6 separate regions of the Mus musculus genome follow, and all the other regions are linked to region 6. Evidence: chromatin contacts called from public HiChIP or PLAC-seq and promoter capture Hi-C data. All regions are on one chromosome and are shown on one strand. Each heading gives the region's core, a stretch centred on a gene start, on an enhancer-like site or on the middle of the called end of the contact. The rest is flanking DNA. Distances are from core to core; before and after follow the strand shown.

Region 1 (4,637 bases), core at 1,259-3,758, 390 kb before region 6:
TGTAGCTCAGTGAGAGCAGGCATTATCATACACAGGGCCTGGCCTTTTGATCTCATGAGTGTCCCACACAGATACACAAGTTCCCCTTCCCTTGAAACAATTCCTGGGTAATGTGACCTATTTATATGCCCAAATTTTGGAAAAAAAATCAATTCATAAAGCCACCTGTTCTATAAAGAAGAAATAAAGGCAAAGTAACTTATGAGAAAACCATATGTATTTTAGTGAAGAAATAAAAAAAATATTTCTAAGTTCTTGCTCCACTTGACTTTCTGTGCTGGCTCCCCTTTTTAATAATGGGCAGGTCCCATCACTGGTCTCCATCCCACCTGCCAGGTACCTCTTCAGTCTTCCCAACTCTTCCTATGATCTCTCCCTGACCCCTGATGAATCTTCTCCTAAGCCTCCATACAATTTTAGTTCTTCTATTTTAAAAACAAAGAACTCCCTCTCTAGCTTGTGTGGTGGTACAGATCTCTAACCCCAGCACTCAGGAGTCTGAGGCAGGAGTCTTGGCCAGCCATGAATATCTAAAAAGACATTGTCTCCAAAGACCAAAAAAAAAAAAAAAAAAAAAAAGGTGGAGTGGGCTGGGAAGATAGCTCAGTGGTTAAGAGCACTGACTGCTGCTCTTCCAGAGGTCCTGAGTTCAATTCCCAGCAACCACATGGTGGCTCACAACCATCTGCAATGGAATCTGATACCCTCTTCTGGTCTGTCTAAAGACACCTACAGTGTGCTCATAATTAATAAATCTTAAAAAAAAAAAAGACTTAAAATATCTGTGTTTCTCTGCGCAGCCCTGGCTGTCCTGGAACTCGCTCTGTAGACAAAACTAGCCTTGAACTCAGAGAGCCACCTGCCTCTGCCTCCCGAGTTCAGGGTCTCAATATGTAGACCAGGCTAGCTTCAAGCCTACAGAAATGCTCTGCTGGGATAGGACGCGCCGCTAAGCCCAGTTCCCGTCAACTCTTTCCTGTGCCATCTTCACAATGTTGGTCTAGTACTCATTTCTTTTCTCAACTCATGTGCCCTCATTTCTCAGAATTCCGTCTGAGCCTTGTCTCCATTCACCCCTCATACCCTCCTTGGGATTGGTCACAAACTCCCACAACCTCAATTACCATCTCTAATGATCCTTAAATCCTGGTCTCCAGCCTCAATTTGTGCCCGAGGTGGGGCAATGGTCTTGACCTCAGTGTTGGCTGTCCCACATTGAGCTTCTCCTCTGGGACCCAATCTCCCAGAGGGCTTTGTCCTGGACTTTTCTCTTCCGCCCTGTGGCCAGCCAGTGGCAAAAGGCTAGTTCAATGGGCCACCTGAGTGTCCCGCCTACTTCGCACCTCCTCCCTCCCCAAGGTCCCTTCCAGATGCAACCCCGCCCCAACTCCCCAGGTAGCTCCCTGGGTTCTCTCTTCTGTGTCTCATTCCTTCTCACCCCACTTCCCTATGTAAGCTAGAGGCGTCCCTTCCAAACTCCCAAGTCCCCAAGACCTTACTGGCCCCGTCACTCTAGTCGCTGTGCCTTTAGCACAAGTGCATACTCCCTCCAGTGGCCAAACATCTAGCCGCAGCTCATTTCCTACCACTCCCTGTCGTAAATTCGACACTCCACCCTGACTGTATTTCTTGGAGTTCTCGGAACAAGCCACGTTGCTGTCACCCTTCTGGAGAGCCGGCCCCTTTCCAGTCAGTTCACCCCAGCGCAGGACAGTTTGTGGATGGACTAAGATCACGACAAGAGTGATGGAAGCAATCTCCATTTATTGACAGCCTCTTATGTGTGGGGTCTTATCTCTTTCCACCCTTAAAGGGTCGACCTCGCTCATCTTGAGGTGTCACTTGAGGCGCGGCCGATCGATACCAGGAGCCAGGAGGCAGCATTGTCATCCCAAAGGGCGATGGTACTACCGGACACAAACCCTGGGCGGGGTGTGACCGAGGGGCGGAGAGGAGGGGGTCCTTGAACGCCAGAATGAGGAATTGTGACTGGGTTCGCCGCTACTGAGTTAGACCGGCGCGAGACTGCCCCCTGCGGGTCCGTAGGTCCAATCGCGGGCTTCGCCAGACCGTTGCCCGGGGCAACGCGGCGCGCGCCCCTCCTCTTCCCGGCCCTCTGCTCTCCGCCCGGGGCCTGTCCGTCTGTCCGTCACCTTCTCGTCAGACCAATCGTAGTGAGGAGGGGGCGGGCCTCTCAGGCCTCCTTCCAGCCCTGTCGCTCCCCTCCAGGCCAAGACCCCGCCTTTCTTGCCGCACACCTCCCACCCTTCGGTCTGCCCTCGCCGCCAGTTGGCTGGGCTCACCGTCTGTCAATAGGGTGTGAGCTAATGCTGGCGCACAGTGGCCCTCCGGGGCGGGGCCAGGGGCGGTGACGCACGGCGCGGTGACGCAGCGCGACGGCGGCGGCGGCGGCGGCGGCGGTGGTCGGTGCGGGAGGAGGGAGGGGAGCTCTCGGGCCAGAGAGGGGGCGACGGCGGCGGCGGCGGCGGCGGCAGCGGCGCGGGTGGCGGCGGCTGCCCGAGGAGGTGCGGGTGGCGGCGGCGGCGGCGGAGGCCGAGGCGGTGAGTCTCGGGCAAGGCCGGGCCGGCGGGCGCGGGGCGGCGGCGGTCGAGGCGCGCGGCGCTCCCCTCAGGGCGACCCAGGCCGCGCGGCCGGCCCCGCCCCCTCAGGGACCCCGCGCCGCGGGCTGCGGCGGGCGGCTGACTCGGGCCTCGGGAGGCCGGAGGATCCTGGAGGACCCCTTAGGGTTCCGCACTCAGCCCGTTTCTCCCTACCCGGGCCCCTTCCTCAGTTTCCCTCCCAAACCGTCACGCCCTGGGGCTAGCCGAGGGGCCGGGCCCGGGGACTTCTGTCCTGACTCGGCACACATCTGCCTGGTCCTCCCGCACGACTCCAGCGGCCTCCCCGGAGACCACCCTCAGCTTTCAACTGCCTCCTCTGGGGACGCTCCCTGTGGATCCCCGCCCTTTGGTCCTTGGTTCTCTCCTCACATCTTCCTCCTGAATCGCAACACATTCCTTGGTGGCTACTCGTCATCTGTCTTCACAGCACAGATATTCCAGGCATCTCCCCCAGGAAGAACCTTAAAGCCCCTAAACCGCCCCCAGATACTCTCTGCATCTAACCCCCCCCCCATCTGCATCACATATTCAAGTCATCTCTCCTTCAGACTTCTTCAAATACCCCCAAGAATTTACCCTTCTACCTCTCCCCATTCCAAAAGTCTTAGAGATTTTCACTCTTATCCCCAAATTCTTCAGGATGTCCCTGGTGAACACTACATCATCCTTAAAGAGCTTGCATATCCCAGAACAGTCGTCCTCAGATACTCAGGAAGTGCTCTTAGATGCCAAAACTCACCTAGAGGACCCTCTCCTCTCCTCTCTTTGCTTCCACCTCCTATATACGCCCTGTCCTCTTCTCATATTTCTTAGACCCTTCTATAGATTTCCAAACTCATGTTACACAAATATTCCCCAGCTTGGAATGCTCTAGAGGTAATCTCATGTACCCCAGCCCTTTTCTCCTCAGCCTCTACACCTTCTAATCTTGAAAATCTCCAGAGTTCCTCTCATATTCCCAAAACCTCTTCCAAAGCCTGTCTTCTGTATCCCAAATCCTTTCCAGTAACACACACCACATGTTTTAAGAATAGTGTACGGACTCCAAAAAAGTTTCCTCATAGCCTCTATTCTTCTCAAACTTTTCTTGGATAACCTGAAAATTTGAAACTCCCTTTCTAGCCTTTGGTAAACTTTCTGACACTCTTCCTTACAATACTGAAACACCCCTCTAAGCTACAGCTTTCAGGACCCCCATGCATCACAGAACTTAGTAACCCTGAGATGGCCTTTAGTTCTTTCTTTTTCTCAGACTTTCTTATTAAAAGACTTTTCTAGCTATCTCTTCCTCAGAATCTCCCCCACCCCCAATTCTCTAGAACCATCTTTAGAAAGCCTTGCATACCTACCTAATCTTTCTTCAGTATAGCTGAACACCCAGAATTCTTTGTGGAAAACCTACTCCAATGCTTTCAGGTCTTCATTAGGAGTCTTCTTCCCTCAGCCCTATATGCTTGGGGTTTTTTTTTGGGGGGGGTTGTTTGTTTTTAAACTTGAGATTTCTCATAAAGCCCCCCAATGCCTACCCTACCCTGTATTTAAAAATCCCTCTGTCAGGACCTTTCTCAGAAGACCACTTCCTAAGACATTCTTTAGAGATTTTTCTCCCAAGCCCCGTGTCGGTAATCTATAGCACTTTCTGGAAACCCACCCTCAATTTTCTTCTCTGACATCCCCAGTCTTATTTCAGGAATCTGTCAGATGAATCCCAGTTAGGCTAAATCTCTTCTTGCTTTCTCTTATCCCTCCATTCTTAGTCCTTTGAAATTATAAACTCTTCTGGATACTCAGCCTACTTCCCCCACTATTTCTGCAGGGGCCCCAGCATCCTTCAGACTCTCCCTTCCCAAACTTCCTCTACTTCTGGAATCCTAGTGCTTGAAGACTTCTCTCAATAGACCAGCTGACTGACCTACCTATCTTCCTTCTTTCCTTCCTTCCTTTATTTTTAGACATGACCCCCATAGGTCTCTCCTTTCAGAAGTGGAAAGATCTCAACACCTACTTAGAAACTTT
Region 2 (4,754 bases), core at 58-2,557, 360 kb after region 6:
CTTTAAACAAAAGACAGACCCCCATGGTCTCAGTCATGTAGAATCTGAAGCTGTTTTCTCCTAGGAACAGTAAGATGCCGGTTACTGGGGTTTGAGTGGCGGAGGCTGGATGTGCAGCATCGGGGTCGAGAGTGGGAGGTAGATCTATACCATAAGCGAGAGAGTTGGGAGATGTGTCATGAAACATGGTGACTGGGATTAATAGTTTGTAAAGTCTTAGAGAGTAGATGGCAAGTGTACTCGTGACAAAAATATAAGTTAGATGAAGTCCTTCAGTGCTATCACTTTCCCACTCCCGAAATCCTCACAAGCGAACAGACCATCTATCGACTGCATTCTTTTCCTGTCTTGTGATGCCATGGAAATAGAAATCAGATGTAGAACAGCAGCGTTTGAAAGCCCTAATGCTAACCTCTGTAGGTCCCTATGGAAAACAGCTTGGGAAAAAGATGGGATTGTCGACAGAAGACATCAAGGGTCACTGAAATGATAATGTGAATACTAGCTGGAACGGGAGGGGACACTAAGGACAATAGTGCAGTTGTAAATTTGCATGCTCCTGCTTCATTTCCTAACAATTCTATATTCTAAAACTAAAACCTCAGTTCTCAAACCGAAAAGAGCACTCACTCTTGAATCTTAGATGGGTAGCGATAATATTTTCATTATTCTCCAGCCTCCCTCTTGAATAATGGCCTAAGCAGGGAACCCGAGTATACATGAGATCGCAGACTACATTTGAGAGCATCCTCAGTGAGAACTTTCCTTCTCTTCCCTCGATATTCAGATTCGGCAGAGCTCTGAGACAGTCACGGAGCTCAACAAGTACCCTCCCTCCTAGACGACACCCCCGTCCTTAAATTATAGCCCTAAGCTCAAGTCTGAGCCTCGGGGAAAGCTTCCCTTCAGACCCCGCACCTGACCTCCCCTTACTGAAGCTTGGTCCTCTGCTTTAGTCCCTGTGTCCCTGAGAGAAAGCAGGAGCAGACAGCGACAAGCAAAGAGACACAGATTATGCAGAGAGCTCAAGGTGTGTATACAGTTAGACACTGACAGACACACACGCACATACACACACGTACACACACCACAGTTCCTACACGCCCACACATCAACACCCATTCGCCACACCCACACCCGCCTGCGGTCTCCCGCCTTACTCTGTGGAGGCCAACCAGTGACTTCTGATTCCCACCTGACCATCCGGGGTAGCTCCGCCTGCACACCAGAAGTTATCTACTTCCGACCCTATGCTGCCTGGGAAATGTAGTCCCCTTGTCCCAAACTACAAGAAATATAATGCTTCATAGTTCTGGGATATCCCAGCATGCAACCTGGGCCAGCCCATCTGGCAGCTGCGCCCTGTGCTTTGTGGGAGTTCCCAGGGATGGTGCCCTTCTCTCTCTCTCTCTCTCTCTCTCTCTCTCTCTCTCTCTCTCTCTCTCTCTCTCTCTCTCTCTCTCTCTCTCTCTCTCTCTCTCTGTGTGTGTGTGTACTTCCGGGTTCTGTGAGTAACTGGGTTTCACCCCTGTGGAGAAGACAGGTGAGCCTAAGTTTTAAACGCAGGCTAGGAAGTAAAATTGGATCGAGATGTAATTGAATACGCTTTGCCTGAGACCCACTGCAGGGTTCCACCTCGCTGTGCTCTGGTGGGACTTTGTCAGTGTTCTGGGTTTTTCTGAACGATCAAAGAAAGAGGGACACTGCAGAATGAATTTAGGCTTCCCAGAAGCAGAGGGATCCATTCTGGTGAGCTGAACTAAACGGCTAACAGCTTCGCAGGAGGGCTTTTGTGATTGTTACACAAAGGACCTTTTAGCAAGTCAATTCCCGCATACCCAAATCTCATATCAGATCTCAACGAACCATAAGGTAAGTAAACAGAATCATAAAAATTCCAAGTTAAAAAAAAAAGAAGAAGAATTCCAGGTTTGCCGGGAAGACAGCTTATGGGAGTCTGAACTTTTCTTCACAGCAACCAGAAGCCACAGTATACACCAGCTTCAAACACCTTGTTCCCAGCCCCCATTTGCCTAAGATGGCATATCAAATCTTCAGTATGCGCCTGTCCTGCTGAGGAAGTTGTTGAACATGTCCCGTTACACAGCGGCATTGTGGCTGTCCCTTAGTCTGCTCAGGACACCCGATGAAGAACCCTCTTTAGCGCTCAGATTTCACATCCTCGGTTGGACCAATAGGCCATCTACAGAGCCAGATCTATGGGGAAACCGTGCATCTGAAACCCACTATACAGACAGTGCTGTGGCCACAAAGGCACCGGCTGCTGCAGTCGGGAGCTCACGGAAGTCTCCATCCCACTAAGCCCACGGGAGCACCTGAGTTTGAGATGAACTGTGGTCAGAATGGTTTTGTGCCCCGTGGAAAGGTTATCCTTGGGGTTTTCAAATGGTCATTTCTCTGCCCTCACCTCTTGTTTCTATCTGAAAATGACATTGTAATACTTAGATTTTTTAAAAAAAACTCTCGTGTTTCAAGTTCTATAAACAAAATCTTACCATTTGTTCTCTGCCCTGACAATAAATGCAGATTGCCCAAAGGCTGGGCAGAGAGAAAACAGGGCAGCACGTCTCCCAGCCAGGGGGAGGAATGAGAGAGGGAGTTTCAGATCACCAGGAGGAGGAGAGGGTCTGAAAAGATGCCATGAGAAAAAAACATCTGAATCCCAAAGAACCAGATCTGTGATAATATGCAAGCAACGTGGGATGGAGCAGGTAGCCAGATTAGGATTAATAGATCAATAATTGCCCAGATTAGGATTAATAGATCAATAATTGCCCAGATTAGAATTAATAGATCAATAATTGCCCAGATTAGGATTAATAGATCAATAATTGCCCAGATTAGGATTAATAGATCAATAATTGCCCAGATTAGGATTAATAGATCAATAATTGCCCAGATTAGGATTAATAGATCAATAATTGCCCAGATTAGGATTAATAGATCAATAATTGCCCAGATTAGGATGTAATAGATCAATAATTGCCCAGATTAGGATTAATAGATCAATAATTGCCCAGTATCTGGGTGCAGCTTTGTTTCTCTGTGTGGTTACTGGGGACTAACAAAAGTTAAAAGAAATGCAACCACCAGATTACTTCACACTGTGATATAAATACATTTATATTTTAAAAATAGTTCATTTTATAATAATCGAGGACATGAGGCCCGACAGACCAGAGTGGAGTCCCTCATTCCATGTGACAAAGCCACCTTATATCTCCCCTCCAGGAGTTTGTTTTCCTAGACTTCTTCCCTGAAACTCTTAGCACCCTCTCCATGTGGGCCCCAGGTTAACAGACTCCCTCCTTACCACCTGGTGTCCAGGAATCAGAAACCCAACTACAAGCACACACTGTAGGTTACCTGACAATCACATGCCATGGGGTATCTCCCTGTAATAAGTATAAGAAGGGGCCCTCACAGTGCTGGACGGTGTTGTCCATGCCTTAATCCCTGCACTTGGGAGGCAGCATCAGGCTGATCTCTGAGTTCAAGACCAGTCTGGTCTACAGAGTGAGTTTCAACAGCCAGGGCTACACAGAGAAACCCTGTCTTGAAAAAAAATCAATCAAAGAAACAAAACAAATATGCTTCCTTCCATCTGCCTAGTGGGCCTGATTCTCCTACAGCCTCTGCCACACTGTGGTCTATCCATGGATTTAATAACCGTTCTAATCAACTCTTTGGTTGTTTTTAGAGTTTCTCTGTATAGTCACATAGACCAACCTGCCTCTGCCTCCCAAGTGCTGGGATTGAAGGCCTACACCACCACCCTTCTGCATAATAATCTTAGTTTTAAAAAGACAATCCGCTTCAGCATTGCCTTAAACAGCAAACCTGCAACTCTTTAATAATGACACTACCAGGGCAGGAGAGGTGGCTCAGCAGCTGATCCTCCAGCAGACCTGAGGAGGACCCAAGCTCAACTCCCAAGACCTATGCCAAGCAACTTACACACCATGTACCACGTTAAATTCCAGGTCCAGGGTGTCTGACGCTCACTCTCGGCTCCCAAGCACACCCGTGCTTACATGGCTAGTGCTCACATGGACTGCTGTGGAGGCTGACACAAAGAAAAATTTAAAACGCTCTAAAAATTAAACATCTTAAAAGCCTGGACTAGAGGATTTCCTTACCCTAACCCCACCTCATGGAGAGAAAGAACTACCTGCAAGGTGGACATGAGCCGAACCCTGCTCAGTGGGCCTGGGTACTCTGGTCCCATGGTATTGGTCTCTAAGGTGTGTGGAGGGTGTACCTTTAAAGATTTGACCAGTTTGTCCGGGGGAGTTCTACAATCTTCTCTGTATATTTAATGAAAGTGAAGCACACCACACCCAGTGAGCGTTTTTCAATTAAACGTTTTACACTAAAAATAGATGAGTCAGCTTTCTCCTTCCTTATGGAGGTTCTCTTGCTCTGGGGGAATCAGACACAGCACTGGGCTGCTAGGGGGAGGCTTCTCTGGGCAGAGCTGAGGCCTCTGGCCAAGAGCAGCACTGTCTTCCAGGTGTGGGAATGAGACCCTCTTATGGGATCCCTTAGAACCAGTCAAGCGGTCTGATGACTGGAGATCTGGACAATGTCTTTAAAACAGAACCACCAGATAATCTGCTCACGGGTACTTGACCCACTTAAAATGGATGAGATAAATTTTTACTGTTTTTTCATTTTTAAATCTAGAAACCTGCCATTGCACATAATGGCCACTAGGTGGCATTAGGAGTCCA
Region 3 (4,383 bases), core at 1,443-3,942, 320 kb before region 6:
GGGTGAGGGAAACAAACTCAAAATTCCCCGAGGCACCCGGAAGGTAGAGGTAAGAAGCAAGCACTGGACATTGAGAGGAAGAAACGGAGGGACACTAGAAAACAGAAGCACACAGCTACTACCCTGGCACTGGTGCCTTTTAAAAAGTCTCTCGGGGGCTGGAGAGATGGCTCAGTGGTTAAGAGCACTGACTGCTCTTCCAGAGGTCCCGAGTTCAATTCCCAGTAACCACATGGTGGCTCACAACCACAGCAATGGGAATCTGATGTGTCTGAGGACAGTGACAGTATACTCATAAACAAAATAAAGAAAAAAAAGAATAATTAAAAAAAAAGTCTCTCGTTAGCCGGTCGTGGTGGCGCGCTTGGGAGGCAGAGGCAAGCAAATTTCTGAGTTCCAGGCCAGACTGAGTTCCAGGACTGCCAAGGCTACACAGAGAAACCCTGTCTCGAAAACTTAAAAAAAAAAAAAAAAGTCTCATGTTCCACGTGCACACACACACACACACACACACACACCACACACACACACACACTCACTCACTCACTCACTCACCATGGGCTGGGGGTGTAGCTAAGTACAGAGTGCCTGCTCAGCGTCTGCAAAACCCTGGTCTAGCCCGGCAGTAGTGACCTTTAATCCCAGCACTTGGGAGGCAGAGGCAGGCAGATTTCTGAGTTCGAGGCCAGCCTGGTCTATAGAGTGAGTTCCAGGACAGCCAGGGCTCAGGGCTATACAGAGAAACCCTGTCTCAAAAAACCAAGAACAAACAAACAAACAAAAAACCCACCACCAACAACAAAAAAATCCTGGTCTAAGTATATAACCTCTCCAGGTCCTGGACAGATGGCTGAGAGATTAAGAGAATGGGCTTGCTTCTCTTGCAAAGAACCCACATGACAGGTGACAACTCCAATTTCACAGGATCCAGAGTCCTCTCCTGGCCTCCTTGGACACTAGGAATGCTGTGACACCAGCCCCTTAGACCTGCTCCGGAGACACAGCCAAGACTACAGCTCACTCCAGCCTCCAGGGCCCTCTCATCGAAAGCCCACCTTACTAGTATCCAGTTCTAAAAGGACCTGTGTAGTAAGTTGCTCCCGGAAGCTTGTTAGAACACCAGAGGCAAATCACAAAGGTCAAAATCCTCACCACAGCCAACAGCCTGCATCTCCACACCCCCACCTCTTCTCACCTGCTCCACGAACACACCCATCTTCAGCCTTAGAGTGTTATCTGGAACATCTCTCTGGTGTTCCCATGGCTCCTTCCCCTCCTCCAGGTGTCTGTCTGTTCAAAGATCTCCCCTGGGGCCGGAGAGATGGATCAGCAGTTAAGAACACTGGCGGCTCTGACAGAGCACCTGGTTTGATTCCCTGCACCATAACCCTCTGAAACTGCAGTTCCAGGGGATCTGCCGCCCTCCTCCAGTCTCTTTGGACACCAAGCATGAACATGGTACACAGACACACTTGCAGGCCAAACACCCATACACATAAAATAAAAACAGTCCATCCATGACAGCTATGATAATCTGCATCCCACCCTACTTATCCATACTTATCAGTAGCTAATCTAACGATACAGTTACACTCCCAGATGGTGAGGGAGCCAGGAGTTTAGGCCAGTCTGGGTAACATAGGGAAAGTCAAATTTTAAAAAAAAGTACTTAATTCGTAGACTTTCAGTACTCAGTCTCCTTAGTAAAAAGTCAAGTCCTCAGAGACAGAGGATACAGTTCCTAGTGAGTGGTCAGTAAAAAAAAAAAAAAAAAAAAAAAAAATCTGTTCAGAAACCTGTAGAAGACAAATATCCATAAAGAGTGTGTTGTAAGCATCCATCCATCCCTGGGATCTGAGATTTGGATTTTATCTGACGCCCAGGCCATCTAATAAGAGACGTTATTGCCCTCTGGCGACCAGAATAGAAACTGCAACTTTGGGACTGTTCCACAGACCATTGCAAAAAATTCACAAAGAAATGTTCATTCTTCAAAAATTCTGTAGTTTCCGGGTACAGTGACGCACGTCTTTAATACCAGTACTAGGGAGGCAGAGGCAGAGGCAGAGGCAGTGGCAGGCGCTCTCTGTGAGTTCGAGGCCAGCCCGGTCTACATAATGACTTCCAGACCAGCCAGAGAGTTACATGGTGAGACCCTGTCTCAAACAAGCCAAAACATTTGATTGAAATTATAAAATGTGAAGACTTCTAAACTGATGAGAGAACACCAGAAAAGAGGTAGATGAGTTAAAAAAAGAAGTGCTCCAGGTGAGGATCGAACTCACAACCTCGGCATCGCTTACGCCTAGCACTGACATATAAGTACCGCGCGCTAACCGATTGCGCCACTGGAGCTCCGGCCGCACCCTCGCGCCACAAAGTCCTTCAGTCAGTTGTAGTCGCAGGACTTTGTTGAACGGCTCGGCCCAACATTGCATATGCAAATATAAAGCCCGCCGATCGACCAATAAGAACAAGAGTGTGAGACTATTCCAGATTCTCACGCCTCCTGGGCCCTTGCTGTAAAAGGTAAAAAGTCCTCCCGGCTCTAGGCTCTTGGAATGTGGGCGGTGACTCGCCGTTGGAACCGCTTGCTTGCAATTATTCAGAGTAGGGGGCGGGGATTTTAAAAGCCTTTACGGGAGGGCGTGCCGGAAGGCGGCCCCTCCCCCCAGCAGGCGGGAACAGGATGTGAGCCGCGGCGGCGGCAAAGGGGAGGAGAAGCCTTGGGCGGCCGCCCCCCGCCCCACATCTGGGACCCGACTCTCCCCGCCCCAGATGCGGCGTTGCCGCTGCCCCCAGAGCCCCAGGACACTCATCCCGGAGCCCGAGGCGTTCATAGTCTTGGGCCCAGGCGTCCGGGAACTCTGTCCCGCGTTTTAAGAGACCCGCAAGTCCCGGCTCCCGCAGAGGGGCCGGGACCTCTGATGTCCAGCGCCCCCTCCTGGAGGAGCCCGGGGCTCGGGAAGTCAGCCCCGAGGCTGGAGGCCCGTCCCGTACCCGGCTTCGAAGACCGTAGGATCTGTGGCCGTGCATCCTTCCCACGGGGTCCCAACTCTGAGTCCAAGACCCCCTCCTGGAGCCACTTGGGGACAGGACCTCGCGCCTCGACTTAGGGCTGCAGCATCCATCACCTCCAGGAGACCGAGGAGTTAGCCAGTCCTTGCGGTCCCTCCCGGAGGTGACTTCACTCCTGCCCCTCGGGTTCTGGAAACTCTGGAATCCCGGTGCTCCCGACAACACACAGCCCTACCTAGAAGACTGAGGAGTTTGGGTCCCCAGCGCCCTGGTCTGAGACTCGAGTAGAGGGTTGCAGCATCTTCTATTTAGAACACCGAGACTTCGGACTCCGGATCCCAACTCTCCCCGGATTCTGGAGTCCGAGAACCCCAAGTTCACGACCTTAAGTCTGGGTTGTGAGCCTCCCCAGGGATCGCGCGTTACGGTCCAGACGCGCGGGACTCCCGACCCCAAGGCCCGTGGCTCCCCGGGAGGTGAGGGGAGCGAGGGGCCCGGGGCTGGGGGAGGGGGCGGCGCCGAAGCGGAACAATGAGGGGGCGTGCCGGCGGGGGGTAGCGGAGGCGCCGGCTGGAGTTGGGGGCTGCAACTGCACAGGGGAGAATCCAACGGTGGGGACCGCGGTTGGGGCGCCGAGGGACCGACTGGAGCTGGGTGGAGGACTCGGGGCCAGCGCCCCAGTACGCCGTCTTGGGCGGGGTAAGGAACAGTCTGTAGGACCCTGGCATCCGGTCCCCCAGCCTCCGCCCTCCCCTGGGACCCCGCGGCCTCTCCCGCCCACGGTTTTTCCCAGCCCTGCCCCTCGCCCTCAGCTTCAGCCTGAGCCTGAGAGTTCCCAGGATCCCTGAGCCTTGGGAGGGGGGCCCCCAGACAGATGGGACTTGCAGACTCAGGCACTTTTGCTGTCTTCGTTCTTTGTCTCAACCTTTTTCCATCTTTGGCTTGTATTCTCAGCCCCTTCTTCCTGTCACTTTGTATCTTCTTGGGGCCCCTCCTTGAGTTTAGATCAGCTTCCAGCACCCTATCTGTGAGTAGGAGCGGCCGAGAGACCGGTGAAGTCTAGTTCCCAAGAAGTGGGTCTCTTCTGTAGGTCGGAGTTGTGCCACTCAATCATGCCCGAGGGAGCCCGGGGATTGAGCCTGCCCAAACCCAGCCTTAGGCTCGGGTGTGGCCACCAAGGTGAAGTTTGCGACTGCGCAGCAGTGAGTGACACTCCAACAGGTGAGCAGCCCAGACAGGTGGAGCCTGTGGGCATTTGTCCCTTCCTTCAGGACAATGAGCATCCCTCTATAGCTGGCCTAGTGCTGAGCATGGCCAACATAGCCCAGCCCTGTCACCACGGAGGAGACTGCTAAGCTGAGAATT
Region 4 (4,852 bases), core at 1,165-3,664, 290 kb before region 6:
TCTCGCTCTCTCTCTCTCTCCTTTTCTACCTTCTCTCTTTCTCCCTGCATTTTTATAATAAAGCTCTTAAACCATAGAGAGTCTCTGCTCTATCTAGATCTGCTGCACCACTCTCACCAGTGTGCAGCGTGGGTCAGAGGCTTAGATGCCCACCCGGGGCCGTGTGGAAAGCGCCTGGCAGTCTCCCCGTGTTCGCCTGCCCAGAGCACAGGAACTCTGGCCAGATGTGGCATATTTCTCCCCCTCTTCTTCCCCAGGGCCTCCCCCGCCCCCCTTTTTCCCCAACAAAACCCCTTGTAAAGAAAAATATGGTTGGTCAATGCAACAGCCCACCCTGCTCCCCCTTGCTTTCTGCTCCCATCCGTTAAACATTTTGTATAATCTCACTCCATGGGCGCAGTTCAGACCGACCCTGAACGGGTCACCTCCGGGCAGACACTGATTTACGCAGTAAAAGGCTCCAGGTACAGTGAACGCTCCCACCCGGGCAGACACTGACAGACTTCCATTTCATCTCATGCGCTCAGACACCCACTCCTCTGCTTTCCCTATGAATAGCTAGGCTTTGCTTGCTCTGGAGTTCTGTATGGATGGGATCACACCCTCTGCCAGATCCCACCGTCTTTTGCTTTCACTGTGCATACATGGTTTTTGAAGTTAATTTGTGCTTTTCAGTAGTTTGGTGGAATTTACTGTTTCTTCCTCCTCTCCCATTTGGTTGTTTTGAGAAAGGGTCCTGTTTTGTAGTCTAGATCCATTGGGACTTCAGATTCTCCTACCTCAGTCTGCCAAGTGCCAGTATTACAAGGTAGGTACCACCATATCTAGCTGAAGCACGTGACTTAAAAAATTTAAACTTATTGTATATATATTATATGCATATGTAATGTTATATATGTGTGTATGTATTGTATATATACCCATATACACACATGTATACACACATACATGAGTGGGTGCATGTATTCCAACTATAGCATGGATGCAGAGGTCAGAAGAAAACTTTTTGGCTATCTTCCTTCTATCATATAGGTTCCAGGGATAGAACTCAGATCGTCAGGTTTCTCAGCAAGATACTTTATCTGATGAGCCATCTAGATTGCTCAAGCATGCTGCTTTTATTAACTTTCTGTCTTGAATTTTTTTTTGTGTGTGGGGGGTTCGAGACAGGGTTTCTCTGTGCAGTTCTGGCTGTCCTGGAACTCACTCTGTAGACCAGGCTGGCCTCGAACTCAGAAATCCGCCTGCCTCTGCCTTCCCAGTGCTGGGATTAAAGGCGTGCGCCACCACCGCCCGGCTTGTCTTGAATTTTTATGTCTGTGGATATTCAATGTCAGCCGAGGCCTGAAGAGGGCGAGCATTAGCTCCCCTGAGACTGGAGTGAAAGCGGGTTGTGAGCTGCTGGAAATTGACCACAGCTCCACAGCAGCCAGCGTTCTTTGGCGGTTGAGCCAACTCTCCAGTTTAGGTTTTATTGTTTTGTTTTGGTTACAGTGTTTCACTGTGTAACCTTGGCTGTCCGGAATTAAATAAATGTGATGGTTTTGTGCATAACTCCTGGCTCGCCTGTCCACCTTCAGTTCTTCTTCTTCTTCTTCCTCTTCTTCTTTTTTTTTTTAAGATTTATTTATTTATTTATTATATGTAAGTACACAGTAGCTGTCCTCAGATACTCCAGAAGAGGGCATCAGATTTCGTCATGGATGGTTGTGAGTCACCATGTGGATGCTGGGATTTGAACTCAGGACCTTCGGAAGAGCAGTAGGCGCTTTTAACCACTGAGCCATCTCACCAGCTCCCGCCTTCAGTCTTAAATCCGTATTAAAGTGTCTTTCATTGTAAGCATGGTGGCACACGCCTTTAATTTCAGTACCAGGGAGGCAGAGGCAGACATGGGCTTATCTTTGTGAGTCTGAGATTTAGCCAGGCTACAAAGTAAGGCCTTATCACACAAACAAACAAACAAACAAACCAGATCATTAATAACACAATACTGTGCCGCGCTAAACTAACAAGTTTTGAGATTGTTTTGAGCATCGCCAGGAATTCGGATTTAACCTGAGTCTAGGTCCCTAAAAATCTAGGGGAACTCCTCAGAATGCCGAGGGTGGCGGTGTGAAGCCGAATCTCTGTCCCGTCACCTCTGACACCTCCGAGGGAAGTTTAGAGGACGGACGAGCCAACAGTTCACCCGATTCAGCTCTGGGTTAGGAGAAGCCGATTACTTTTCGACCTTCTCAAGATGGCGGCCGTACAGTCCGCGTAAACCACTTTGGCCACTCCGGAGATGGCGGCTCCAAGAGGCCGCCCTCAGAGCAGGCCCCTAAAGTCTCGCGTTAGGTGAGACTGACGCGCCAGTTCTCGCGAGAGAGCGCTCAGGCCAGCTAGGCGTTGTGTGATCCGCAGCTGGCGCGGAAGCTTCAGGTGGCAAGCGATCGGTGAGCGGGCGTGGGACGGCAGGCAGGGGCCGGAGCGGGGGTCGGGGCTGGCGGAGGTTCAGGACGTGTGCCGGCCGCAGCCAGGGCCGGGTGTGCTAGCTGCCATAGCCCGAACAACGCGGGTTCGCGACCGCCTGAACCAGGCTGCCGGAAGTGCGCCTGGGGATTTTCTCCCCCGGTTTACCTTGCGGGGAAACTGAGGCTTGGGGGTGGCGCTTTTGGTTCCGCGACGCCCTGAGGCCGCGGTCTTCCTCTGCAGCTGCGGAAGATGTCGGACAGCGAAGACAGCAACTTCTCCGAGGAGGAGGACAGCGAGCGCAGCAGCGAGGCGGAGGAGGCCGAGGTCGGTGCCTGGGATTCTTAGGGGAGACGTTGCGCCTGGGGACAGGGACAGGGGCAGGGCAGAGAGGGCCCTGGGGGAGCCGGGGACTCGGAACGGCTGGGGGGGAGGGTGGTTCCAGATTGTCGGGAGAGATGGACGAGTGTGCAAGTCAGCGTGGAGCGCAGGGGCAGCGTCCAGAAGGTGGGGGTGCGCCAGGTCCACGGTTGGCTTTCATCTGATTTGTTTCTTTCGGTTTACTTTTTATCACTTGCGATGCTAGGATTGAGTTCAGGGCCCTGCTAGGTGGACAGCCCCAGCTCTTAGGATTCTTTCGTGTTTGTGTTTTTAGGTATCCCCAGTTGTTCCAGAAGTGTGTATGTATTGCCTACTGTGTGCCAGCCTGTACAAGTCTTTGTCCTTGGGCTCCTGCTAACAGATTTTAAAATGTAAATCGACAACTGATGGGTGAATGTGAATTTGCTACTGTGAATAAATATAGCCAGTAAATATGAGAGACTCCCAGGTTCAGCATCCTAGTGTGAAAATCCAGATGATTTTGTAACTTTTCTAGTCTTCTGTCGATGCTACGAATGGAAAATTCCACATATGACAGGTCAAAGTCAACACTAGTGCACTAAAAATACTGTGTTAAATGACTGTGCACAGTATATATGAAAGATATATGAATTTCATGTATTGTCCCGTTCCAAGGTACCTTATTGTGTATGTGCAAATAATCCAAAAATCCTCCAAGATCTGAAATATGTATACTTTGGATTTTATTTGTTTTGTTTTGTTTTCTTTTCTTTTTTTCTTTTTTGGTTTTTCGAGACAGGGTTTCTCTGTGTAGCCCTGGCTGTCCTGGAACTCACTCTGTAGATCAGGCTGGCCTTGAACTCAGATCTGCTTGCCTCTGCCTCCTGAGAGCTGCCTTTGTTTTTCCTTTACCTCCCAAGTGATGAGATTCCTGAGATGACAGCACGGACAGCCTAAAATAGGAAATCTCATCACATCTTGTCTCAAGCTGTGAATTAAGGATACGTGGCCTGAGATAACTCTTTCTAGTACTCTGGTGAAAAATCCAAGCACAAAAAGGGAGTAGAGGGTCCTAGCTGCACTTTGAAGCCATCAGAATAAGTCAGAGTGACATTTGAATGGGAACTTACCGGAAGAGAGGGGGTAAATCATGTGGTTGTCTGTCTTTCTTTCTTTCTTTCTTTCTTTCTTTCTTTCCTTCTTTTTCTTTCTCTTTTTGAGATAGGATCTCACTATGTGTAACCTTAGTTGGCCTAAAACTAGCTATGTAGACCAGGCTGGCAAACGCATAAAGATCTACCTGCCTTTGCCTGCCAAATGCTGGGACTAAAGATGTGTCCCACCATGCCTGACCCTTCCCCCTTCTTTTAATTATGGGGATAGAACTCAGGGCTCTGTACACATTAAGTATGAACTCTGCCACTGAGCTATGCTTTATTTAATTGAGCATTTAGAGAGAGTCTAGTCTCTCTCTCTCTCTCTCTCTCTCTGTGTAGTTTTTGGGCTAGAGTTTCACAAATGCTAGGCAGGTACTCTGTCACCAAGCTGTGTTACGAAGCTGTAAATTAACTTTAATTTTCTTTCTTTTCTTTTTTTTTGTTTTTGTTTTTTGTTTTTTTGTTTTTTGTTTTTTTTTTGAGACACGGTTTCTCTGTGTAGCCCTGGCTGTCCTGGAACTCACTGTATAGACCAGGCTGGCCTCAAACTCAGAAATCCGCCTGCCTCTGCCTCCCGAGTGCTGGGATTCAAGGCGTGCGCCACCACCGCCCGGCTTAACTTTATTTCTATTTTTTAATTTATTATTTTGTGTGTGTGTGTTGTGTGTGTGTATGTCTGTGTAGCACATGTATTCAGTATGTTGGAGGTCAGAAGATGTTGGATCCCCTAGAACTGGAGTTAAGGATGGTTGGAAGCGACCATATGGATGCTGGGACTAGAACCTAGAACTTCTGCATGAGTGTACTATCTCTACAACTCCCTGAATGAACTTATGTCAGTTGTCAGTGCTTTCCAAGATTTCACTGTGAACAATATAAAACCTGTGAGGAAGGAACTG
Region 5 (4,351 bases), core at 1,123-3,622, 500 kb after region 6:
GACATCCAACTTTAGCATCTGCAGGCGGGTACCACATGCTCAGCCACACGGACATACACACAAACACAGAGGAGTGTTTTTAAAAGTCCATCTCTTGCACTGACTCTCGGAATAGAGGAAATTGACAAAATTAACATTTTTAAAAAGACAGCTCTCGGGCTGGTGAGGTGGCTCAGTGGTTAAGAGCACCAACTGTTCTTCCCAAGGTCCTGAGTTCAAGTCCCAGCAACCACATGGTGGCTCACAACCATCCGTAACAAGAGCTGACTCCTTCTGGAGCGTCTGAAGACAGCTACAGTGTACTTACATATAATAAATAAACAAATCTTAAAAAAAAAAAAAGACAGCTCTCAAAACTCAATTCTAGAAATACCATTTACAGAATCCACATGCTACGTCCTTCAAGGTCTTGAATCCAAAGCACCAACCATGCTTACAGCTTTAGAATCCCAGCATTCAGGAGGCGGTGTAATAGCACCATGAGCTTGAGGACAGTCAAGGCAAAAGCCTAAGGCCCTGTCTCAAAAAAGCCAAAGAAGGGGTGGAAAGGTGGAGAGGAAGGGGGGAGGGGAACTTAGACCCAACCCTGACCTCAGGCAGGTAGCTCTGCTTTCTGGGACTCCCCCTCTTGGAGCCATTTAAGGACGGTCCCACTACTGCTCATCATAGCAGCAGGTACCTGCAGTCTTGGCACTTGGGAAGTTGAGGCTTTTGAGTTCCAGGCCAGGTGTGCTCCGTGGACAGCCCTTACCTCAAAAAGCCGAGGGCTGGGAAACTGCTCAGTGGTGGGGCACTTGCCTAGCGTGTGCCTGGCCTGGGTTCCATTGCCAGGACTTTAAAGTAAATGATAGGACAACCTACTCAAAGGTGCCTGCCATCAAGTCAGACAACAGGAGTTCTGTCGCCTGAACCGGCATCCCACTCGGAGAAAGAGAACTGACTCCCAAAACTTTTCCTAATCTCCACAGAAATGCATGGGCAGGTACATCAATGGGGAAAAAAATTAAAAACAAGTACCTCTGCTTTTCTCCTGGGGGGGGGGGGGGCGGCAGGTGGGGAGGGGCAGAGAGATAAGTAGGCTAAGTAGGTAAAGGCCACCAGGCCAAGCTATCCTCTGGTTTTACATACAGTGTAATAAAACATGTCATTTAAAATTAAAAAATATATATATTAGAGGGGTTAAAACAGCAAACTCAAAGTTCCTACAACTACGTCTGACAGGTATTCATTAAATCTGAACTAAACTAGTGACAGACTGGGACAGTTGTAGACCTAATGTAAGTTGCATGCAGATGTGAGGTGGAAACCAAGTATATAAGACTATTTAGCCACCCTGGCATGATAGCAGAGGCTTTTAATCCCAGCACTGGGTAGAGGGGCAGAGGCAGGCAGTTTATCTGTGAGTTCAAAGCCAACCTGGTCTATGTAGTGAGTTCCACGACAGAAAGAGCTACAAACAGAGACCCAGCTTCAAAAATAATAAATAAGTAAATAAACAAACAAACACACAAACAAAACAACTTTTCAAGTATCTTTCATTTACTGCCCACAAATGAAGAGGAATGTTCTATTTCTATTGTATTTCAAGTTAAGGTTCCCTTCTCCTGGCTAGGATAACAATGCAAAATGCCCCCTTTTAAATTGAGGAACATGCATTAGTCATTATTTTAAATCGCTATTTCAGGACTCAGGAAAGAGGCAAACAATCTTCTTGACTGTTGTTTTGCTTCCTTTGGGCTTCCCTCCTCTATGTTGTTAGAACTCTCAGCTACAATCCCGATCCACCGAGCTGTTGGTATGCCAAAGACATTCATCAGGATCCACACGACGAACATAGGAGCCTGAGATTATCGGTTTTCACTAAACAGAGAAAACTTGGGCTCAGAAAGGTAATGACACAGGCCCAGTTCTTGCAAAGGGAAGCTGGGATTAGAACCCAAACCCGCTGGCCTGCTAGCTCGGGCAGCTCCCGCGCGGGTACCCATCATCAGTGCTAACGAGGATGGAAGAGTAACATGGAGAGCTCTGAGAGCAGAACGGGTGTGCACGACCTGACGTCCCATTACACGGGTTCTACGGTCAGCTTCTGGGCCCCCATTGTACAGAAGAGGAAACTGAGGCTCAGAAAGAGAAATCATTTATCTGATCGTACAGTATGGGCTGCGCGGGAAGTCCAGACCCCCGGCCACCCCGTATCTCCATCCCTAACCTCCTCCGTCCCAGTCCCGCACCTCACCTGGCACTCTGGGGCCCGCACCCCCACGAGGCGCCCGCCCGCCCTCCGGGTCGCGCCAACTGTCAGACACTCCTCCCTCGGCCTGGGCCGCCCGCCCCGGAAGTCCTGCCCTTGATACCGGAAGCCAGACTGCACCTTCCACCAGCCGCTCTAGCCCTCCTAGCCTCCAACCAGCAAGAGAGTGTGGGGCGGCGACCATCACATGACAACACAGAGCCTCGGTCGCGAAGAACGCCGCCAATCAGAAAGGATCAAGTCTAGCCCCCACCCTGCCCGCAGTCTAGCGCGACTGCGCCTGCGCACAGGTGGGCGGGAAGGCGGGGCTAGGTTCTGGAGTAGAAGACTCTGACGTGCAGGTACTGTGCGATCTGGTGCGCGACACCTTGGCTGCCCTCCCTGTGTCACCCTCTCGTCTATAATGCATCTCTTCTATATCGTCCTTGGCCCACTTAGGTGCCCTCATCCCTTCTCTTAAATCATACCCCACTTAAATCGTCACCACCCCTCCCCTTCTGACGCCATGACCTCTCTCACATCGCCCCCTCCTTTAAGAAGTAATTTTTGTTTTTTTGTTTGTTTACAATTAATTGAGTATCTGTGACTGCATTTACCCGAGGAGATCAGAAGATGTCTAATTCCCTGGATTTGTAGTTACGAATGGTTGTGAGCCATCCCATGTGAATGCTGGGTTTTCTAGTTCAGGTCCTTTGGAAGAGCAACAAGTGCTTTTAACTGCTGCACCATCTCTTCAGCACAAACATTGTCCTTTTTATTCATTTTCATTCCCCTTAAGCCCTGATTGGCCTTATATGCTCAGTTTTCTCTTTTTATGTGACAGGGTCTCCTTGTAACCTCAAAGTATGTCAGCTCAGACACGCCCCTGCTGTCCCCAGTGCTCCGCTGGTCACTCTTCCATCTTTGTTAGCACTGGGTACCTGTGCGGGAGATTAGCATTCAGTCACCAGTGCAACTCAGGCTGGCCTTGAATTTTAGATCCAATTGCTCAGCCTCCTGAGTGTGGGGATTGCAAGCACTGATGAGCCGGTCTCTCTGTCATCATTGTCTTAGTCACCCACACATCTCCTTCATGAAACCCCCATTTCCCCTAAATCTCTTCATACCAGTTATTCTTGTACTTCCTGTTTCCATCTCCCCTTAGATTACCCTCAAATCGCCCTGGTGTCTCCATCTCTCCACTAACACATCTGTATTCAGCATTACCCACAAGGAGCCACCCAGCCTTATAGCTTTCCCTCCTCTGTGGGTACACGTTTCACATATTTCCATGGTGTGGGATATTATATGGTATTCTATGGTATCCCAGGGTCCCAGCTTCACCCCTAAACCTGTGGGAAACCCAGGCCACCAAACCATGCCTCTCCAATTCCTGCTTTCCCATTTGTAAAATGCACAGTAGCCAACAGGTTTGTGTGTCTGTAAACCCAATGTCCAGGAGCTAAAGCAGGAGGATCTCTACCTCAGCCTCTGATACATTACAAGTTCAAGGCCAACCTGAGCTACACGAAACTGTCAAACAACAACAAAAGCGCATGGGGACACTACCAGGAAAATGTGAATTCTGAGCGTTTGTTCATTTGTTGGCTGAGCCTTGTGTAGCTTAGGCAGGCTTTGAATTCCATATGTAGCCATATGTGGTCTTGAATTCCTGATCCTCTTACCTCTGCCTATAGGTGTTTGTAAAAATGAATTATTATGTTTTAGCTAGCCTATATAAAAGATACACAGTCCTGGCATTTTGTTTACAAGCTGTAAACTTAAATTGGGCAGGTTTTGGAACTATTCTAACATACATCTCTGCCGCGAGTCTCTTGTACATCTCTGCCGTAAGTCTCTTGTTACGTGCTGTTTGAATCTTCCTGGGGTTGCTTTTGGGGTCTATTTCTCCTGGCCACATGTTCATGGTCCATCTCCAGTCCTGAAGGCCTCTTTCCTTGGGCTCCTTTATCCTTCCTTCCTTTTCCTACCCTGGCCTCTCCTCAGACCCCTCATTTTATCCTCAAGGCCTGCCTCTTTCTTCCTATTGCCCAATTGCAGGCTCTAGCCTTTTATTAACCAATTAGCTTTACATTGGGGAGCAGGGTTTATATAGCATCA
Region 6 (4,428 bases), core at 463-2,962:
CTGAGACATATGCCACTCCCCTCTAATGTACTGCAGATCTCTTACCTGTTACACCACAGAGAGGAGAGAGTGCTGGGGTGCCCACACTTACCTCAGCCAGGCAACAATTCAGTTATTTCCATGTCAGTGGACCAAGACATAGGCCTGCTACAGAAGAGCTACATAAGCACCATTAGATCAACAGAGAACAGGTGGCGTGGAACTCACCAGCGGGACACCTTAAAACCAAAGAAAAACACAGCCTCCTAATAGCTGGAGAGCTGCCTCTCTCAACTATTTGTATTGCCTGCCAACAAACTTCACCTTTACTTTGTGGTCACTGTTTTTCTGTCTTTTAATTCTTCAACTGATGGAGGGAAGGAACCCACCTGCTAGCCAGTGTGAGAGCTACTGTAGATTCTCCATACCATACAGAACAGATAGGACGTTCAATTTGTGCAGCATTATGTAGCTAGAAAATAATGATTTGTGCCTGCTACCTATCTGTGCCCCAATAAAAAGTTTACTTAACAAAAACTATAGCTGTTATGAAGTGTGGTAGTGTATATCCCTGGTACAAGGAATACAGATCTAGGTTCTAACCCTGCTTTACCAGTTGCTCAAGTGACTTCAGTGCTTGGCACCAGCTTCCTTCTTTGTAGAAGAGAATATAATACATACTAAGGATTTTAGCTGGGCTTGCTTAGCATATCAAAGTTCCTGAGCCATAACAACAATCAAAACTCAACAGGAGGCTGAAAAGATGGCGCACACAGTCTGTAACTCCAGTGCCACAGATTCCTATGCCCTTTTCTGGCTTCTGCATGTACTGAATCCAGGTGCACAAATTCGCACTCCGATATACACATGTACACGTAACTAAATATAAAATCCTTTCAAAACGTTTAATTATGTGTAAGTGTGTTTCTGCTAGCGGGGACGTGTGCTTGAGTGCAGGTGCCTGCAGAAACCGAAGGAGTTGCCTACAGATGCTAGTGAGCTGCCCCACCTGGGTGCTGGGAACCGAACTCGGGTCCTGTAGAAGAGCCACAAGTGTTCTTCAGCACTGGGCCATCTTGACAGCCCCTAAAAATAATGTGAAGAGGACAGAGAAGAAAAGATTCGACAGGACTCCGCAAAGATCTGCATTCGCAGCTGCCTCGGTTTCTCCAGCTTTGGTACGATCTGATTGGCTCCTCGCCGTTCTGTGACCTCTGCTTCTCTCTTCAGGTGGCGGCCAGAGAAGGTCAAGAGATTCTTCTGTGGAACTAAAGGCTTCTTTAGTGCCTCTCGTTTCTTATACTTAGTTATGTCTGCGAATTCCTTCTAACAAAGCTCTGGAGTTTTTAACAAGTTAGGACAGGACTTGATTAATCTTCATATTCTCAGTTCGGGGCTGGCTTTGTAAAGACAAGAAAGTAAAAAAGTGGATAATATTAAAATCAATCAATCAATCCTCTGGAGACTTTTCTTCAAGAGCAACTCGGCCGCGCCATCTACTGGAGAAACCTTCACAACGCGCGACGGGCCGCGAAGCAGGATGGCGCCAGAACAAGAGTTACTGCGCACGCGCAACATCCTTGCGGGTCCGCGCGCGCGCGCCTGGAGCGCAGAGCGCAGGAACCCATCTTGGGGGCGGAGCCCAGGGCTAAGAGTTTCCCGCCCTTCCTGTTATCCGGCCCGTCAGGTCAACCCGCAGCGGTACCTTAAAAACTACGTTTCCCAAGATGCTCTATGTGAAGGACTTCCGTTGGCGTCAGCGGAAGCCGTGACTGGCCGGGCTGCACTGAGGCCGGCTTGGTCACTATGGAGGAGATAGGCATTTTGGTGGAAAAGATTCAGGTGCAGTGGGGATCTGGGTTTCTTAGCGGGAGCTGGACATGAGTGGGGTGCTGAGGGGTTCTCAGGATCCCAGCTCTGGGCTGGGTGGTTTCAGAGGCCTCGGTGTCGAGCTTTGGGTGGTCCCGGGGCCTGGCGGGGTAGTCATGTTGTCAGGAGGGCGGCAAAGCTCAGAAAAGCAGAGCGGGAGGAAAGTGGCGTTGAACTTAAAGACTTTTCAGACAGAACGGTTGCGAGGCCTGGAGAGCTGTGCTTACTAGCTTTTCGGTTTGGGGTCTGGACCAGGTGGAGGATGATGTATGGGGGCCCCGTGGCCTAGGTATGTTCGTGGCCAAGGGACCAGTGGACTCACTGTGCTTGGGACGTGAACGGTGAGGCGTTAAGTATTGGTTGTGGTTTGGCTGAGTGACCTTTGGCTTTAACGTGAGTTGGGAATCTGACATGAAAGCTTTTGGGGGGGGGAGGGGAAGAACTGGGTAATGAGACTCTGAATGTGACTCTGACTTTAAAATCCATGGGACTTTTAGAACCTCTTGAGGGGACTGGGATGCTAAGGTTCGGTATGGAGCTGCTGCAAAACTTTCATGATGAGTTTTGTTTAAGGGGCCTACTATTAGCAATCTACATAGGGGACTGAGCAGCTCCTGTATCTATTGAGAGATAGTGAATGATGTCAGGTACTGGAGACATAGGTGACTTGGTGGCGAAATAGGAAGAACGCTTTCGCTGATTTCACGAGATGATTCTCTGCTTCCAACACCAAGTTGTCTTTACCGTCTACAGGATGAGATTCCAGCACTGTCCGTGTCTCGGCCGCAGACCGGCCTGTCCTTTCTGGGACCCGAACCTGAAGACCTGGAGGACCTGTACAGCCGCTACAAGGTGTGTTCAACCCTAAGCTGGCTCCTGCATACCTCCCATCCCCCATCACATACGCCCCCCCCCCCACCTCCCACTGTGGTACGGCAAGGCTGCAGCCAACCCTTTGCCCTCCCTGTGCGTGCAGAAGCTGCAGCAGGAGCTGGAGTTCCTGGAAGTGCAGGAGGAGTATATCAAGGACGAGCAGAAGAACCTGAAGAAGGAATTCCTCCACGCCCAGGAGGAGGTGAAGCGGATCCAGAGCATCCCCTTGGTCATCGGTCAGTTCTTGGAAGCTGTGGATCAGAACACAGCCATCGTGGGCTCCACCACAGGTGAGTGGTGAGGCAGGCTGGGAGCAAGGCAGGGTGATAGAATGGCCAGAGTACTGACCGATCCAGAAGTGGATACATACTTTATTTTCTGAATGTCTCTTTCTGCCTCTCAATTCACGTGTGTGCGTGTAGTTTCACCATCCAAGTGTGATGGTGTACGCCTTTAACCTCAGCACTTGAGGAGGCGGAGGGACAAGAGGATCTTTGTGTGTTTGAGGTCAGCCTGGTCTACCTAGTATGTTTCCCGGAGTACATACAGAAACCCTGTCTCCAAACAAGAAGAAATTTACCATGTGGGTTGGAGTACCTTTGATGTTTGTGGTTCTAGTCTGTTTGAGTTGAACAAACTGGTGGTCACTTCCCTCGCCTGAGTTAACGCCACAACTGCTGCTGGATATGGAGCTGCTGTCTGGAAGCATCGGTTGTGTGTAAAGACGTTTGGCTCTGTTGAGGACTCAGCATACAACAGATGCTAGTGACATAAATCCATACCCTGCTCTTACAGTAGCTGACGATTCTGGTGTCTTACCTGTCTTTTCCTGCTGCTCGACTGAGCCGTGTGTTTATAAAGGCTCTAGATAAAGTCGTGTAACCATGTGGGATTGGACAGGTGGGCTTTGAGGAAGTGAAGGGAGAGTAATATCCAAGATGAAGGCTGTGTCTTTGAAAGTGAGACTTAAGACGGTGGGGCTCCCTGAGATAGTGGTGTGATTGGAGGGGTGGATTTGGAGGCAGACAGTGGGGAGCTGAGGCTGTGGAAGATGTCTGGGTGGCCGCTGCACTCACAAGTCTTGCTGTAGAGAGTAGATTGGAGAAAGGAGATGGAGGCTGCTGACCAGGAATTTATATGGAGACTTAGGCAGGGGATAGTTCCAAATGAGGGCAGGGTTTGGTGGTGGGCTAGGTGAGAGCAGAGGGAGGTGGGGTAGAGAGAGTGAGTGACTGAGGGGGCCAGAACGAGGCTTAGTCCTCTGGCTGGCAACTCGGGGACAGCACAGTTGAGTGGAGAACACCAGGACTGTGCTGGGAACACATTGAAAGATTCCCAGGGCCATCCAGGAGACCACATGTGAGATGCACAGAGCTGGACCTCAAGAAGGAAGCAGGGCTGAAGACCAGCAGGGAAGTCATTAGGATGAGCATGGGGGCTAAGAGGGGATGACCTAGGGCCAGACGTGGGAAACGTGGAAAGTGCCAGCTGTGTGTAGAGGGAAACGGGGAAGGAGTGACGTCAAGTCTCTGGCATTTCACTTCGTCTTCCTTCCTGTCTGCTCCCAAAGGCTCTAACTATTATGTGCGCATCCTGAGTACCATCGACCGGGAGCTGCTCAAGCCCAACGCCTCGGTGGCCCTGCACAAGCACAGCAATGCCCTGGTGGACGTGCTGCCTCCCGAGGCCGACAGCAGCATCATGATG

Evidence for each region. Promoter capture Hi-C pulls out the DNA fragments that hold promoters and counts their contacts. HiChIP or PLAC-seq counts read pairs in DNA pulled down with a chosen protein or histone mark.
Region 1: a contact with region 6 is called in a promoter capture Hi-C map of neural stem cells. The contact joins the promoter of Samd4b here to the promoter of Psmc4 in region 6. A contact is called at or near these places in 7 of 39 promoter capture datasets (erythroid cells, hippocampal neurons, liver and 3 more), 1 of 484 Hi-C or Micro-C datasets (the HL-1 cell line) and 1 of 115 datasets of contacts at active chromatin or transcription factors (memory CD8 T cells).
Region 2: a contact with region 6 is called in an H3K4me3 HiChIP or PLAC-seq map of pro-B cells, with 5 times the contacts expected there. The contact joins the promoter of Zfp607b here to the promoter of Psmc4 in region 6. A contact is called at or near these places in 7 of 39 promoter capture datasets (the C10 cell line, the HPC-7 cell line, embryonic stem cells and 3 more), 1 of 484 Hi-C or Micro-C datasets (embryonic stem cells), 3 of 115 datasets of contacts at active chromatin or transcription factors (T-cell acute lymphoblastic leukemia, memory CD8 T cells and pro-B cells) and 1 of 9 other capture datasets (adipose tissue).
Region 3: a contact with region 6 is called in an H3K27ac HiChIP or PLAC-seq map of microglia, with 6 times the contacts expected there. The contact joins the promoter of Plekhg2 here to the promoter of Psmc4 in region 6. A contact is called at or near these places in 4 of 39 promoter capture datasets (cranial neural crest, frontonasal cranial neural crest, liver and 1 more), 1 of 484 Hi-C or Micro-C datasets (embryonic stem cells) and 5 of 115 datasets of contacts at active chromatin or transcription factors (astrocytes, embryonic stem cells, memory CD8 T cells and 2 more).
Region 4: a contact with region 6 is called in a promoter capture Hi-C map of pre-B cells. The contact joins the promoter of Supt5 here to the promoter of Psmc4 in region 6. A contact is called at or near these places in 20 of 39 promoter capture datasets (the 3T3-L1 cell line, 3T3-L1-derived adipocytes, the C10 cell line and 13 more), 2 of 15 datasets of contacts at CTCF or cohesin (the NIH/3T3 cell line and embryonic stem cells), 6 of 484 Hi-C or Micro-C datasets (CD8 T cells, cerebellum, embryonic stem cells and 1 more), 11 of 115 datasets of contacts at active chromatin or transcription factors (the SCID.adh cell line, astrocytes, bone marrow-derived macrophages and 8 more) and 2 of 9 other capture datasets (liver and pancreatic islet).
Region 5: a contact with region 6 is called in a promoter capture Hi-C map of liver. The contact joins the promoter of Pld3 here to the promoter of Psmc4 in region 6. A contact is called at or near these places in 3 of 39 promoter capture datasets (the C10 cell line, liver and pre-B cells), 1 of 115 datasets of contacts at active chromatin or transcription factors (memory CD8 T cells) and 1 of 9 other capture datasets (liver).

Annotation. Positions count from the first base shown.
Region 1 is chr7:28,434,062-28,438,698 of GRCm38.p6, reverse strand. Samd4b (sterile alpha motif domain containing 4B) reads left to right here and starts at 2,508. Exons shown (of 13, transcript NM_175021.3): 1 at 2,508-2,561. It also overlaps a transcript of Gmfg not described here.
Region 2 is chr7:27,685,893-27,690,646 of GRCm38.p6, reverse strand. It overlaps Zfp607b (zinc finger protein 607B), which reads right to left and starts at 1,307. Exons shown (of 6, transcript NM_001112731.1): 1 at 1,161-1,307.
Region 3 is chr7:28,370,971-28,375,353 of GRCm38.p6, reverse strand. It overlaps Plekhg2 (pleckstrin homology domain containing, family G (with RhoGef domain) member 2), which reads left to right and starts at 2,692. Exons shown (of 19, transcript NM_138752.2): 1 at 2,692-3,494; 2 at 4,109-4,239. The coding sequence starts at 4,131. n-TIaat16 (a tRNA gene) reads right to left here and starts at 2,355; the gene lies at 2,261-2,355.
Region 4 is chr7:28,336,281-28,341,132 of GRCm38.p6, reverse strand. Supt5 (suppressor of Ty 5, DSIF elongation factor subunit) reads left to right here and starts at 2,414. Exons shown (of 30, transcript NM_013676.1): 1 at 2,414-2,438; 2 at 2,698-2,781. The coding sequence starts at 2,707.
Region 5 is chr7:27,551,239-27,555,589 of GRCm38.p6, reverse strand. Pld3 (phospholipase D family, member 3) reads left to right here and starts at 2,372. Exons shown (of 14, transcript NM_011116.2): 1 at 2,372-2,592. It overlaps 2310022A10Rik (RIKEN cDNA 2310022A10 gene), which reads right to left and starts at 2,300. Exons shown (of 10, transcript NM_175107.5): 1 at 2,237-2,300.
Region 6 is chr7:28,047,376-28,051,803 of GRCm38.p6, reverse strand. It overlaps Psmc4 (proteasome (prosome, macropain) 26S subunit, ATPase, 4), which reads left to right and starts at 1,712. Exons shown (of 11, transcript NM_011874.2): 1 at 1,712-1,821; 2 at 2,602-2,700; 3 at 2,825-3,011; 4 at 4,292-4,428. The coding sequence starts at 1,786.